3 separate regions of the Sus scrofa genome follow, and regions 2 and 3 are each linked to region 1. The links are chromatin contacts, called in public Hi-C and HiChIP or PLAC-seq maps. All regions are on one chromosome and are shown on one strand. Each heading gives the region's core, a stretch centred on a gene start, on an enhancer-like site or on the middle of the called end of the contact. The rest is flanking DNA. Distances are from core to core; before and after follow the strand shown. Region 1 overlaps USP10 (ubiquitin carboxyl-terminal hydrolase 10). Region 2 has its middle 57 kb from the start of ZDHHC7. Region 3 overlaps TLDC1 (TLD domain-containing protein 1).

Evidence for each region. Hi-C and Micro-C count contacts between places; a contact is called where the count stands out from the background. HiChIP or PLAC-seq counts read pairs in DNA pulled down with a chosen protein or histone mark.
Region 2: a Hi-C map of retroperitoneal adipose tissue shows a contact between it and region 1, with 1.7 times the contacts expected there. The contact joins two enhancer-like sites. A contact is called at or near these places in 5 of 47 Hi-C or Micro-C datasets (embryonic fibroblasts, heart right ventricle, retroperitoneal adipose tissue and 1 more) and 1 of 2 datasets of contacts at active chromatin or transcription factors (alveolar macrophages).
Region 3: an H3K27ac HiChIP or PLAC-seq map of alveolar macrophages shows a contact between it and region 1. The contact joins two enhancer-like sites. A contact is called at or near these places in 4 of 47 Hi-C or Micro-C datasets (embryonic fibroblasts, fetal heart ventricle, omental adipose tissue and 1 more) and 1 of 2 datasets of contacts at active chromatin or transcription factors (alveolar macrophages).

Annotation. Positions count from the first base shown.
Region 1 is chr6:4,017,696-4,020,278 of Sscrofa11.1, forward strand. The region is part of intron 1 of USP10 (ubiquitin carboxyl-terminal hydrolase 10); the gene reads right to left. Among named protein-coding and RNA genes, the nearest start is that of USP10, 25 kb to the right of the region's middle. Within about 2 kb of position 1,311, at least 45 of the 83 cell types and tissues checked have an H3K27ac peak or open chromatin away from gene starts, as enhancers often do. A contact at or near this core is called in alveolar macrophages, embryonic fibroblasts, omental adipose tissue and 2 more, where this site is marked.
Region 2 is chr6:3,842,057-3,844,639 of Sscrofa11.1, forward strand. No RefSeq gene overlaps it. Among named protein-coding and RNA genes, the nearest start is that of ZDHHC7, 57 kb to the left of the region's middle. Within about 2 kb of position 1,280, at least 38 of the 83 cell types and tissues checked have an H3K27ac peak or open chromatin away from gene starts, as enhancers often do. A contact at or near this core is called in retroperitoneal adipose tissue and subcutaneous adipose tissue, where this site is marked.
Region 3 is chr6:4,176,351-4,178,933 of Sscrofa11.1, forward strand. The region is part of intron 1 of TLDC1 (TLD domain-containing protein 1); the gene reads left to right. Among named protein-coding and RNA genes, the nearest start is that of TLDC1, 7.8 kb to the left of the region's middle. Within about 2 kb of position 1,296, at least 54 of the 83 cell types and tissues checked have an H3K27ac peak or open chromatin away from gene starts, as enhancers often do. A contact at or near this core is called in alveolar macrophages, embryonic fibroblasts, omental adipose tissue and 1 more, where this site is marked.

The DNA of each region.
Region 1 (2,583 bases), core at 61-2,560:
TACGCCTTCAAGCTGATAGGGGTGCAGGGTCACCAGCTATGTCACCAATCCTCCCTCAAATCTCAAAGGGTGGAAAAAGGGTCTGTGTGTTCGTGCACGTGTGCGGAGTCTGGGAATTTGTGGAGCGAGAGCTTAAGGGCACACAAATGATTAAGCAAGTGAGGTCCAACCGTAACAGGTCAATGTGAATAAAAAAGCAACTTTGATAAATTTGAAATCATTTCCAAATAGTTGTGTTTTTTGTGTTTTTTCTCTTTTTTTGGTCTTTTTAGGGCCGCACCAGTGGCATATGGAGGTTCCCAGGCTGGGGTCGAATGGGAGCTGTAGCCACCCGCCTACACCACAGCCAGTGCACCGAGGGATCCAAGCCACGTCTGCGACCCACACCGAAGCTCACAGAAACGCAGGATCCTTAACTCGCTGCACGAGGCCAGGGATCAAACCTGAGTCGTCATGGATGCTAGTCAGATTACTTAACCGCTGAGCCACAGCGGGAACTCCCAAGATAGTTTTTTGGCTTTTTTTTTTTTTTTAAGCTAAAGCTGAAAATAGTTGTGATGAAATTTCTTACCCTCTCTTTATATGTGTGTGAAGTATTTCCCTTCCTCTGGAGAATTAACACACTTTAAAGTCTGTTTTTAGGAGTTCCCGTCGTGGCTCAGTGGTTAACGAATCCGACTAGGAACTATGAGGTTGCAGGTTCGATCCCTGGTCTTGCTCAGTGGGTTAAGGATCTGGCGTTCCCGTGAGGTGTGGTGTAGGCTGCAAATGAGGCTCGGATCCTGCGTTGCTGTGGCTGTGGTGTAGGCCGGAGGCTGCAGCTCCAATTAGACCCCTAGCCTGGGGACCTCCATATGACGTTGGAGTGATCCTAGAAAAGGCAAAAAGACCAAAAAATAAATAAATAAAGTCTGTTTTTAGGAAAAACAGGGTTTAAAAAAAAATGAAAGAAAAGGCTTTTGTACCTGATTTCACAGAATTTATAAGCTAGTGGGGGGAAAATGCCCCTGACCACATGAATCTGTCCTCCAGGAGCAGAGCCAGCTGAAAGCCAGGACAGTGAAGGGGGCAGCCACGCCCAGGGCAGGCCCGGCCCACCCAGGCCGAAGTGACTGTTTACACGGTGCTAAGAGCTCTAGGCCTCCCTCGGCTGTAAGGCAAGCCCGCAGAGTTCCCTAGGTCTGAAGGGCTGCCCAGCAGAGGAAGGTGAATAAACGAGTTACAAGTGGGAGCAAGCAACCCCAAATGCTCCTCACAAACCCTCCTCTCCCCCCACCCCGGGGGGGGGGGGGGGGGCTGTGGCCGCTGCAGGGAAGGCCAGCGGGGGTGGGACACAGCCCAGGGCCTGGGAAATGGTGCAGCTCTAGGCTGAGCCAGGAACAAAGCCCAGCTCCAGCTTTCTGATCTCCCACAGTTCACGTTTGATCATTTTAGGATCCTTTCTAGAATGAACATGAAAAGTATATCTAAAAGAAACACATCTGGCAGACGGGGCCAACCCACAGCACGGTCAGGGTGCAGACACGACGCCGCTCGGGGCGGCGCAGCTGGGCGGGGCCGCTCTGGTCTTCGGGGGAGACGGAGGCCTGGTCCCCCGGCTGCGCCGCTGGCTAAAGGGCAGGCAGAACGGGAAACACCGGTGTTTGTGCCACAGGCAGAGCAAAGACCCAATCTCAGCCCAAGGGAGGCCGGGCGAAGGAAGACATCTGCCCGCACGGCCCACAGATCTCCAGAGAGGCCACGAAGCCTCGGCAAAGAGCGCTTTCCGCCCCAAGAGGAGAAACGGACAGAGGGCGACCACCACGGCCGGGCGCCAGGGGGCGCTGGAGCGCAGCGCGGAGCCTTCCGCTCAACTCCCAAAGCCTGAGCCCTAGAAAGGGCAGTAACTGGGCAGGGGCCCCCCAGTCGAGGCCCCCTGCCTTCGAAAGGACTGGGGATGTGGGAGATCAGCCCCTGAGGTAAAAGCACTAACACAGGTCTGACCAAGAAACTCTGCTGTGTGTGCACACGGTGCCGCCCTGGCTCCAGGGCATCGGAGCCCGGCCCCAGGGACAGCATCCCCGGGACAGACAGGAGCAGGCTGGGCCTCACAGGGTTCAATGACCGAACCACACACAGCGACAAGAGGGAGAAGCACAAAGTCTTTCCCAACCCAAGGAAATTGAATTTGGGAGATAGGAGGCAACGGAAAGGGCTAATAAACGGCTCCGAGTGATAAAAGCTTTAATCTCATCTCTCAAGTGAGGATATGCCAAACTATACAACCTCCAAAGTCCTTCCCAGCTCCCAGAAGACCTCCCAGGCGGAACCAGGACTATGGAACGGGTTCAGAAACGTCCTTAGACTAACACGGGCAACCACGTGGATGGACCCTGAACACATCACACTGGGTGAAAGAGGCCACACGCTGCCGGAGTCCATCCATGTGAAACGTCCAGGGGGGGCCACTCCCTGGAGACAGAGCAAACCGGCTGCCAGGCTGGGGGGGGGGGGTAGGGAGTCACGCCTGATGGGCGTGGAGTTTCTTTCCGCAGTAATGAAATGTTCTAAGATTGACTGCTAAGAGCTAACCGCACACCTCTG
Region 2 (2,583 bases), core at 30-2,529, 180 kb before region 1:
TATTAGAGAAATGCCAATTAAAACTACTATGAGGTGCCAGTCAGAAAGGCCATCATGAATAAGTCCACAAATAGCAAATGCTGGAGGGGGTGTGGAGAAAAGGGAACCCTCCTGCCGTGTTGCTAGGAATGCAAACTCATACAACCACTGTGGAAAACAGTACGGAGGTACCTTAGAAAATTACACATACAACTACCATATGACCCAGCAATCCCACTCTTGGGCATCTATCCAGACAAAAAGATATATGTTCACTGCAGCACTATTCACAATAGCCAAGACATGGAAACAACCCAAATGTCCATCAACAGAGGAAGAGATTCAGAAGATGTGGTATATATACACAATGGAATATTATTCAGCCATAAAAAAGGACAAAGTAGTGCTACTTGCAGCAACATGGATGGAACTAGAGAGTCTCATACTAAGTGAAGTGAGTCAGAAAGAGAAAGACAAACACCATATGAGATCACTTATATGTGGAGTCTAAAATATGGCACAAAAGATCTACCTATAAAACAGAGCCAAATCATGGACATGGAGGGCAGATTTGTGTGTGCAGGGGGGAGGAGGGAAGGGGGGATGGACGGGGAGTTTGGGGTCGGTAGATGCAGACTGTTGCATTTAGGACGGATGGGTGATGGGGTCCGGCTGCGCAGTGCAGGGAGCCGTGTGGCTGGGGGCGGTGGCTGGGTCACCTCGCTCTACAGCAGAAATTGAAGGAACACTATAAATCAACTATCATTAAAAAGAAAAAACGAAAACTCAAAAACGTTATTCTGCTCAAAGCTGTTTACACCTTTGTAGTCATTCTCCTCCGCCCTGAGCAACAAGGCACATTTCGTAGCCTGGTGGTGAAAGCAGAAGGGGTGCTGAGGGGGCCTCCCCAAGAAAATTACTGGGCTATTTCTCCGTCTTCTTTCTCTGTAGAAATAAAGCCAGTCACCAGCAAGGAGCGGAGCCTATTCACGGGAACAAAACGTCTCTACAAGTGGGCGGGTGCCTGGTCTCTGTGGAAGGGCAGATACTGAGGCCTGGGGAGAGAAAAGGGGTTCAAGGGGTGACTCGGGGCCCCCACCCCACCCCTTTGGCTCTGTCATACTCTCCAAAAGGGAAGGGGAAAAACATCTCCCCTTTCCAAAACATTCACTTGGCTCCACGGATCCTGTCTGAAACGAAGAAAATAAAGCAGAAAAACAGCTGATAAACGTCTCCTGCTCGAGGCTGTCCTTTGAGGCAGAACCCAAGCCGTGACTCATCCCTGCCTGTGATAAGCATTTGCACTTTCCCGCAGACACAGGCCACAGGCCCACGGATCCCCGACTTGGGGTTTATCTGCCTTCGGTGATGTGGGGAATGGGCGCCGCCGTCATTTTGTCCCTCCCGGTGGGTGTCTGTCGTCGGAACACTCACGAGCACAGCCCTGTAAGTCTGAGGTTACCCAGGATGGGCCCCTCCCTCCCCGTGCTCTGAAGTCAGACCCAGACCAGGCACCCGCTGGAGAGCACCCAGGCCAGCCTGGCCTCTCGCTGTCTGTGTCTGTCCGCCGTCTCCGGGACGGCGTGGCTTGGTGGCATGCCATGTGGGAGGCTGGCCCCTGTGAGCTGTGTCCACCAGCAGGAGCGGGGCGGGCAGTCGCAGAAGGATTCTATCCGCAGGCCCTCCAGGGAGGCTGGGAACCCAGCCCGGGCCAAGTCCTCGAGCCTTCAAGAGGTCACTCCTCGCACGGCCACCAGAGGGCGCTGCCCAGCACCCCCGCGCCACTCCCTTCTGACCGCTTCCAGGGCTCGCCAGGGTCTGGGGATACAGGCCTTGTCAACCCGCTGACAAGGCCGAGCAGGATCTGGCTGCTGACCTTTCTGGCTTCATCTCGCTCTCCGTGCTCTCTGCTCCCGCAGCTCCTGGAGAGGACACCGCCTGCCTCCACGGGGCTTTTGCCATCGCCCTGCCCCCTGGTCAGAGGCCAGCTGTCCTCAAGCATCAGCTCATCCCCAGGAGGTCACGAGGCCCTGGGTGGCGCCCTGGAGCCCTGCATTATTGGCAGCCTTGGCCAAGGATGCAATGAAATGGTTAATTCTGCCACGGCTCATCCACAGCCTGGGTCCCGAGCTGCACCATCAGCGTCAGAGTCTCCCTTGTCTACGGCTGACCCCCAGGGCCACACAATGCCCACAGTGCCATGATGGCAGACGTTAGTGATGGTCACCGGGCATCTCTGGACCTCTCTTCTGGGCACCTGGCGGGACTGCAGTTGCACTTTCCAGCCCCTGGTGGCGGGGACGTGTCACTCCCAGGGTGAAAGACTTTAATTGCCAATGCAACCCTGAGGTTCAGCCGAGGCGGTGGCTGCTCCTTCAGCTGGGGTGGCCCAGTGCCAGTGACAATAAGAACTCCCCTGCCCCCCACCCCCCGGGGCAGCGCTGTCACTTATCACCTGTGTGACCCCATCACCTACTCCTGACACAGACACACCCCGACACACTCAGAAACCCACAGACACATGCACGCACTAGAACAGTGCCTGGCACACAGTCAGCAAAAGAGTAAACCCTTAAATTGTACGAGATCAGCTCTGTGCTCCCC
Region 3 (2,583 bases), core at 46-2,545, 160 kb after region 1:
TTAGCGGTCCCCAGCGACGGGGGCCCGCAGCCTGAAGGGGCCTGGGGGGCTCTGCAGGGTGCAGCCTGTGGATGGGCCGCAGCGGCGTCAGGCCGTGGAAAGCTTCATGAAATGATCATGAGGTCACAATTCATAATGCATGAGGGGTCGGGTGGGGGCCGCTCGCCGCACACAGGCCCTTTGTTCCCGGCGGGGCCGCCGAGCGCTTTCCTCGTAATCATCTCAGAGGAAGGAAGCGGAGAAGATTGATCTCCCAGAGTCTGATCCGCTTCCTTTGGGGCGGCTGCTCTCTGTCCCGCACAGAACTCTGAAGGCGCCCCAGAGATGCTTTGCTGTGAGTCACGAGGGACAGATGCTGAAGATACATAGCTCGTTTACAGAGTCTTAGAAAACGCACGTTCGTGTGTGTGTGTGTGTGTGTGTGTGTGTGTGTGTGTGTGTGTGTGTGTGTAGCTTCTTCCCAGACCAGCCATCTCACAGATCTCTGTATTGTTCACCCAGCCTCTTTGTGGAGCTGTGTTTGTTTCTTTCAGTTTGGTTTATTTTTAAATTGGAGAAGAAGGGAAAGGGCGTGAGGAGATAGGATTTGCTCAGATCAATAGCTCAGCGGGAAATGGACTTAAGGTCAAAGGTCAACTAATCCATCACCAAAGGGGTTTTGAGGCGCTGCTGCCTAGAAGGGAAGTTTATGGGAGAGTGAGCACGAGGTGGTGAAGCCATAAATTCCGGGCCGCTGCAGCCAGGGGGCTGGTGACTGCATGTCACGGGAAGTTTCAGGGCAGATTTGTTTCTTGCCAACTGCTGACTCTTGTTTTCTGCTTTCTGGAAGCCAGTGTGGGTGGGACCCTGCCCCCTGGGCCGGAACGGAGCGCACCACGGCTGCACACTTGACCCTGCTGGGCCAATCAGCATCTCTGCCCCATGAAACTCCATCAGGCCGGTTCTGGAGCGGAGGAGGCGAAATCCTGGGTGGGGCCAGCAGCCGAGCCGTCTTGCTCAGAGAGCCAGTGAGGTGGGGTGCAGGAAGCGGAGCTCGAGGGGGAGGCGGGGAGAGAAAGGGAAGGAAACCTCCTGGTTTTCCAGGCTCTGCTTCCAGTGCGCTGAGGCCCAACCACATTCTCGTCTTTGGGGTCTCTGAGACGCCCCCTTGACCTTCCAGTAAATCTCCTTTGGTAACTGAAGTTTCTAGAATGGCTTTATGCAGGACCCGCCACGTAATGCTGGGGGCTTAGTGCGAAGGAAACCGTGGGGCCCCCTGTTCCACCATTTGTAAGAATTTTAAGGTGGCGACAACAGCATGAAACTGATGGGGGCGCTCCTAGGCCGGGCCCTGTGACTGTGCTCACAGAGCCAGCCCTGGGTTTGTGTTACCTGCAACCAAAAGAGTTGTGAGCCAGCCAGCCAGACCTGGCCAGAAAGGTGCTCTTCCCACGCAAAGAGAAGGTATTTCAAAAGTCTTCCCAGAACCACATCAGGGGCAGCCACAGGCTGGGAAACGAGAATAGACAGAAAAAGTCCAGGAGGACTGAATAAAATGAAGGCAGAGGCACTCCCAGGGCAGGATGTCTAGCGGGGAGCCCGGGGGTGGGGTGGGCGCTGGGAGCAAACGCCTTTCAGTTCTGTGCTGCTGGGTGCCTGCAGACAGAGCCCGTGGCCCAGGGGAGGAGTGGGGTGAGGGCCGAGCAGGGCAGCCCGGTGCCCCAAAGGGGTCCCCACACTGCATGGCGGCGCAGAGGGGTGTCTGGACCAGGTCAGAGCAAGGAGAACTTTCTCTTCGCCTGGTCCGGGTGAGGGGCCCCATCGCCAGTGCCGGGAACGGGGCCGCAAAGCACCATGGGCAGCTCAGAACCGCGTCTGCACGTCTGTCCTTAGGTGTCGATTGCTTTGTTTAATCAACCGAGGAACTAGCCGAATCCTGTTCTCATCTCTGCCATGAGTTCAGATCTTCCCGTTCCATGTGGACCCCGAAAGGCCCATCTCTAAATGCCATCCCATTTGGGGGTTAAGGCTCCAAGAGGGATTCTGAGGAGACACAGGACTTTCAGACGATCGTATCCAGCCGTGGGCCTTTCCTGTAAGACCTGGCCGCGTGTCCTGACTCCGTCACTGTAAACACATCTTCACTGTGGCAGTAACGCTACTGAAACCCACCAGTTCTTCCAGCGGGTCTGTGAATGTGGGCGTGGTCTTGCGGGACCCCCCCGCCAGCCCCGAGGCACAATGGGTGTGTGTGTGATGTCTTGCTTTTTGTTTCGGGAAGGTAGGTCCGTCACTTTGACAAGGAACAAGTCAGTTGGCTTTAAGATTCTGTCCCCCGAATGCACAGCCATGATGTTGCTTTAGCCACGAGATCGCGTTCTCGGAGTCCCAGCCACGGTTTCCAGCAGCTGCTCAGGCAGGTGGCTTCCTCCCCACTCCTGACCCTTGGCTCTGACATCCCTCCCGATGACACGATGGCCCGAACCCTCCCCCGCCTCTCCTTCCACCACTGCAGCCAGGAAGCGGCTGGGGTGCCCAGAGCAGGGCCTCGCCTGGGCAAGGGAAGCCGGAAGCCAGACTCCAGAACATAGAAGGTCGAGAGCG